Linked DNA regions of Rattus norvegicus: region 1 is linked to region 2. The links are chromatin contacts, called in public Hi-C maps. All regions are on one chromosome and are shown on one strand. The core of a region is the stretch at or near the end of the contact, and the rest is flanking DNA. Distances in the headings are between cores, read along the strand shown.

Region 1 (3,309 bases), core at 570-3,069, 110 kb before region 2:
ACATGCGCACTCGGGGTATTAATAAACCCAATACCAGGGTTGGGGATTTAGCTCAGTGGTAGAGCGCTTGCCTAGGAAGCGCAAGGCCCTGGGTTCGGTCCCCAGCTCTGAAAAAAAGAACCAAAAAATAAAATAAAATAAACCCAATACCCTGGAGGGCCTTGGCTGTTGCCTCTGCAGTAGCTTAACCCCTCTGAATGACCTTCATGTAAACTCCCGGAATTATTATACCTGAGATAAGCCTGAAGCTACGGTAACTAACTCTGGAATTTAAAGTTTATTATCAACTGAATAGTGGAGTGAATCCACTCTGTTTTATCTGGAATATCCTAGATGGATATCTCATGAATCGCTACATAATTTAAGCTGTTTAGTTAGTGTTCACTTAGGTTTCTGACCGTGACTAGGGATGAAGTGGAATCCCACTGATTGGTCTGCACGAGAACCGTCATATTCGGAATTCTGAGCTGAAAGGGCTGCACTTGAGAAGCAGCTCATGAGTTAAGGTTTTGCGTTAGGATGCAGTGTGGTGTACCTTGGTTAGTGGCTTTGAACAGGATGCTTTGATAACCACAGTGCTTAGGATAGTGCAATGAAATATTCTTCTGGTCTGATTGCCAGATTGTCATAGAAGGGGTCAGAGAGCAGGATGAAATTGATGACACGTGACCATAGAACTGCAGTTAGAGGTATCTTCAAAGGATTAGGCTAGACTCAGTAAGGAGAGCACGGGAAAACAAGCATTGGGCAAATTACATATTGAAGGAAAATATACGGAAACAAGGCAAGCCCAGGATGCTGGTGTTGGTTAAACTCTCAGTTTTGATCTACTTAACACAAATTTATTGAAATAGTGAGGCCTCCTCAATGACCGAGGAGAAGTGTAAAGTTGTGAGCATGGGGGCTGTCCCTGTGGTGTACCACACCTATAACTGCAGTTCTAAGGACCCTTGTTTCTCTTTAGGAGAGAGGCCAGAGATTGTGTCTCCCCAAGTAACAGCAATGGCAAACAACTGAACGGTGCTTACTCAGTACAGTAGCGTTTTACTTCCTTCGCCTGTAAGATAAGAATGACATTATCACAGAATCCACAAACTTTGGGATGGAAGGACAGTGCAAATGACTCGCTCAAGGACATACAGCCTATCAGTGCCAGAACACAGCCTGGCTCCCTGAAACTGGAGCTCTCATTTGTAACTCCTCAGCTCCTTTCTCCCCGCACCACCCTTGCCTCTGGTCAAACAAGGTTCTTCCCGAACTCTAACTTTGTTCCGGTCAGTCTCCACTCCTTGTCAACAAGATCAGAGAGTACAGGAAGGAAAGGAGCCGTACCTTCAGTGACAAGATGGGTATCTTGTGAGTTACTACATATTAACCCTAGCAAAGGCGTACTTATCAGTGCAACAGCTAATCTTCTTTGTGAAAGCCTTTATTACACGTAGGGGTTAAGGTCATTTTAGGAGCATTTACTCTGAGCAGTCAGAGAAGGAACAGCGGGCTATTGTAGATACAAATACACTTTCGTAAAACACAAAAAACAAACAAACAAAAACCCCCACCCCCCATTTTATGACGTAAAGATCTAAACAATTTCAGATAATTTACTTCTGGAAATCCTCCCACCCACCACGTGGTCACTCAAGTTCGCTCCTTTTCCATAGCCGCCACAAGGGGGCAGTTGCGGCCGCACAGTCGGCGCACACACGGCTGCTCGGCCATCCCTTGCTCTTGTCTGGCACGCGGATCTCGGCAATGGATTAGCTCCTCTGGGGACGTGGGAGGCCCGGGCCCCGCCCCCGGCCGGCGGTGGCCCCAAGCTGCAGTCGCTGCGGTGAGCAGAGCGGATCTGCACGGAGGCTACGAGCGGAACGGGGAGCAGACCGTGCGTTGCCCTCAAGGCTCGCTCCCTTCGGCGCTCAGGGGCGCGGGTACTGACCGCGGGGCCCTCGGACCGGCCCGGGCTCGGGGCGCCAGGCTCGAGACCATGGCGCTACGCGCCCGGGCGCTCTACGACTTTAGGTCCGAGAACCCCGGTGAGATCTCCCTGCGGGAGCACGAGGTGTTGAGCTTGTGCAGCGAGCAGGACATCGAGGGCTGGCTTGAAGGGATCAACAGCCGCGGCGACCGCGGCCTCTTCCCGGCTTCGTACGTGCAGGTTATCCGTGCGCCGGAGCCTGGCCCTCCGGCCGACGGCGGCCCAGGAGCTCCGGCCCGCTACGCCAACGTGCCGCCCGGCGGCTTCGAGCCTCTGCCAGCCGCGCCGCCCGCTGCCTTCCAGCCGCTGCTGCAGCCGCAGGCGTCGCCCGGTTCCTTCCAGTCGCCGGGCGCCGGCTTTACCTACGGCGGGGGCGCCCCGCAGCCGTCGCCCCAGCAGCTCTACGGTGCTTACCAGGCCAGCCTAGGCAGCGACGATGACTGGGACGACGAGTGGGACGACAGCTCCACAGTGGCAGACGAGCCAGGCGCGTTGGGCAGCGGTGCGTACCCGGACCTCGACGGTTCGTCCTCAGCGGGCGGCGGCGCGGCCGGCCGCTACCGCTTGTCCACACGCTCGGACCTGTCGCTGGGCTCCCGTGGCGTCTCAGCGCCCCCGCCGCATCAAGCGTCTGGAGCCAAGAGCTCCGCCACGGTGAGCCGCAACCTCAATCGGTTCTCCACCTTCGTCAAGTCGGGCGGGGAGGCGTTCGTGCTGGGAGAGGCGTCAGGCTTCGTGAAGGATGGGGACAAGCTGTGCGTGGTGCTGGGTCCCTACGGCCCCGAGTGGCAGGAGAACCCCTACCCCTTCCAGTGCACCATCGACGATCCCACCAAGCAGACCAAGTTCAAGGGTATGAAGAGCTACATCTCTTACAAGCTGGTGCCCACGCATACCCAGGTGCCCGTGCACAGGCGCTATAAGCACTTCGACTGGCTGTATGCGCGCCTGGCGGAGAAATTCCCGGTCATCTCGGTGCCCCATCTGCCCGAGAAGCAGGCCACCGGGCGCTTCGAGGAGGACTTCATCTCCAAGCGCAGGAAGGGTCTGATCTGGTGGATGAACCACATGGCCAGTCACCCAGTGCTGGCCCAGTGCGACGTCTTCCAGCATTTCCTGACCTGCCCCAGCAGCACTGATGAGAAGGCCTGGAAACAGGGTAAGCGGAAGGCTGAGAAGGATGAGATGGTGGGCGCCAACTTCTTCCTCACTCTGAGCACACCACCTGCGGCCGCCCTGGACCTGCAGGAGGTGGAAAGCAAGATCGATGGCTTCAAATGCTTCACCAAGAAGATGGATGACAGCGCGTTGCAGCTCAACCACACTGCCAACGA
Region 2 (3,413 bases), core at 656-3,155:
TAAACCTCCTCCAGCCTGAATGCTCAGTAAAGGAAAAAAAAAAGAGAATCTTGCTTTAAAATTCAGTCTCAGGAAGGGACGGAAGCATAAGTGTATTGTATTCTATTTCATATTTTAAAGGGATACGCTCAGGTGTTTTGGAAACAACAACATTGTACTGTAGGATATGAAAGGAGTCTATGCATTTTCTCCTAGAATGAGACCTGGATAGAGAAAACTTAGCAGGAAAGATGTCACGAAAGACATAGACACCCCTGTTTTTCCTCCCGGCTTTACGAATACAGAGGCCATCCCACACAGGTTAAATGCAGTTTGCTGGCCTTCCCACTTGATGTGCATGTTCTAAGACTCAGTGCTTAGAACACAGGCCATAACACGGTGCCTTTGCCGTCTGCCATCTTTAGTTTCTTGCTCTGCAGTCTGAGTTCAGGGGATCCATTTTTGTAGACGATGGGAGCGGAAGAGCAAGTGCTCAGGCCGAGGGTACATTGCGCATGCTCAGTTCGAGTGTTCCTTGTGCTCGCTCAATTCTAGCGTTCATTGATTGCTAGCACCCCATATAACACTTTGTCAGCGCTAGCTTCTGATGTCATCCTTGATCAGCAACTGTCTTGTCATCAAATAACCCACCATTGGAAATCTTTCTGACAGAGGTTTACAATAAATGAAAATTTCATCCCTTTATGTTTCCACTTGATAGTCTTTGTCTCATTATGTGATTAAAAATGAAATCCTATCTTTGGATGCTTGTGGGTTGGCTGGCTGGCTGGGAAATGGTTTTCTGGCAGTTATTAATGATTTTTTTCCTCTTTCCGTTTAAATAACATTTACTGGATTTGGTACTTGAGCGAAAATGCCAAAATAAGATGTAGGAGAGATAATAAACAAACTGCGCATGTTGAAACATCGGGAGGTTTTGGTTTTTTGGGTTTTTGTTTTTGTTTTTGTTTTTTGATCTGTTAGTGTTGGGCACAGAGAAACTGTTTTAAACTGAAGTCAAATTTCTAATACTCTTTTTTTTTAATAGCTGTTTGAGACAGGGTCTTATGTAGTTCGGGTTGGCCTCAAACTTACTATGTAACCTCGAATTCCTGGCTCCAGGAAGTGTGGGGATGTGGGGATGCCCCTCACCCATCTTTGATCGTATCTTTATTACCCATCCCGGATGCTCTTCTGAAATGTACAATATTCTTCTAGGGATTAACCGTCTCCTTCTTTACAATAGATGAAGACAGCCTGCTGGCGAATACCGTCATAGAAGTGAAACAGAGAAGGCTCTGTTTGCTTCAAACCTGTGCTCTGTCAGTTTCTTAACCAGTGCCCACTGCTTCTTGTTGCCCTGAGATAACCCAAGTGGAGTGGGGCAGAGAAGGTGGAGGAGGGAGGGCGAGAAGGAGAGGCTTGAAGTTTTTAATTTTTTTACTCTCTTCTAAAGACCATAACAAGTTATTCGACACCCAAGCAGCTCTAACTGGAGGGTCTGGCCAAGTACAACATACTACATAGAAATCAAAAAAGCCTTCCAACTACTACTGCATCTCGTGGCCTCGCAGCCGAAAACAATGTAGCAAAAAGTCCTCAGTCCCTGCCTGCAGCCAAGATGTGTGTCCCAAAAGTTCTTCAGTTCACATTTTCCTGCTCTGATCACAATTCTCACCATCCAGAATGTGATGCTTGGCTCTAACAAAAGCGAGAGGAAGTGCCCTTCCCCAGCAGAAATCTAAACAAAGAACAAGACCACAACTTGTTTCCAGTCAGCCTCCTGCTGTGAGGCCTCCACACTGTGCTTGCTACTTCCCCTAGCAGGCAGGGACTAGGGGTTGGAAGAATTATAAAAGACTGAGCATCGTCCTGAAGATGCCTTTAAGGAGGGTCTCAAGAGCAGTGAGTCATCCGATGGAGTCACTGACTTGATTCACTGAGCCAGAGCTTGCCTCATCAGATGTGAACGTCCTGACACACAGCTTGTTTATAAACTATGCCTTCAAAGAATACTCATATTTTTAACAGTACAGTTCTCGGAACTACTGTGAATTTACACTTTTGTTTATTAAGTAGTCGTCTTGTAAATACCCAGTGTTCGATCTAACAGTTTTAAGGCAGAAACGAGATAGTGTAGCTGTTTTTTTTTTCTTTTCTTTCATTTTTCTCAATACATCTGAACCACAGTTTCTCCTCCCTCCACTCCTCCACGTCCTCCCTCCCTTCCTTCTCCCCCAGATCCACTCCTCCTGTTTCCTTTCAGAAAAGAACAGGCCTCCCAGGGATATCAACTGAGCATGAGATAAAATTATACGATAAGATTAGGAACAAACCCTCATATCAAGGCTGGGCAAGGCAACCAAGTAGAAGGGAAAGGGTTCCAGGAGCAGGTGGAAGAGTCAGAGACACCCCCACTCCCACTGTTAGAAGTCCCACAAAAGCACCATGCTAACAACCTTAACATATATGCAGAGGACCTGGTGTAGACATTCAGGCTCCAGAATTGCTGCTTTAGTCTCTTTTGAGCTCCTAAGAGCCAGAAAGGCTAAGTAACAATGACGGTTCTAAGGGGACTCACGAATCTCTATAGGAAGGGGAAACAGAACATGTTCTTCCGGTAGACTGGGGGGGTGGTGGGAATGGGTGTTGGTATTCTGTCTAAGCTCCACCCCCACAACTACTTGGCAACAGCCAGGTATGCTCCGCCCCATAGTTGCTTGTCAACAGCCAGCTGTGCCTGACTATAAAGGGAGCTGCTTGCCCCCACCTCTCCTTCTCACTCCTCTCTTGCTCCCTCTTTCTCTTTGCTCTGCTCTGCTCTTGTGCCCTCTTTGTCCCTATCCCTTCTCTCCCCACCCCACCCCCCCTTTCCTCCACATGCCCATGGCCGGCTTCCTTTGTTCCTCCCCTCTTCTACTCTTCTCTCATTAAAACTCTCCACGTGGAAACATGTTGGTTTGGTGTGTCCTGTCTGGACGCGAGTCGAGATTTAAACCCCAACAATGGGAGCATGAGGAATTAGATAGACGGAGGGAGGGAGATATGGAGAGAGACAACTGAAATTGGAGGGTATGTGGGGTGGTAGTGATATGGAAACCTAGTGCAGTAGAGATAGTATAGCTCTTAATGGCCCGGGGATTCAAGTCTTACCCTGCCCTTCTTTCACCTAAAGGTAGTTCCACCAGTGGTTGCCTTGAACGTGAGGTATAGTAGGGGTGCAAAGGAGGAAGCATTAGCTCCTGTCTGGAGGAGCGTTGCAGCCAGTTCAGTACCTTTCTAAAAATGACGGAGAGGGCATTTGTTCTCAGCATGCTGACCCTTACGAATGGAGAGTGCGTCAGAGACCCCCACATTAGCCCCTAATCTGAGCAGTTTAAGAGGAGATGCTTGAACTCCATGTGGAAAGTTATACAGGTGTTTATTTAGAGCAG

Evidence for each region. Hi-C and Micro-C count contacts between places; a contact is called where the count stands out from the background.
Region 1: a Hi-C map of Schwann cells shows a contact between it and region 2, with 3 times the contacts expected there. The contact joins the promoter of Snx18 here to the enhancer-like site in region 2. A contact is called at or near these places in 3 of 12 Hi-C or Micro-C datasets (Schwann cells, kidney and liver) and 1 of 1 datasets of contacts at active chromatin or transcription factors (oligodendrocytes).

The regions. Positions count from the first base shown.
Region 1 is chr2:46,990,026-46,993,334 of GRCr8, reverse strand. Snx18 (sorting nexin 18) reads left to right here and starts at 1,819. Exons shown (of 2, transcript NM_001107652.1): 1 at 1,819-3,309. The coding sequence starts at 1,985.
Region 2 is chr2:46,879,088-46,882,500 of GRCr8, reverse strand. No RefSeq gene overlaps it. Among named protein-coding and RNA genes, the nearest start is that of Snx18, 110 kb to the left of the region's middle. Within about 2 kb of position 1,905, at least 45 of the 93 cell types and tissues checked have an H3K27ac peak or open chromatin away from gene starts, as enhancers often do. A contact at or near this core is called in Schwann cells, where this site is marked.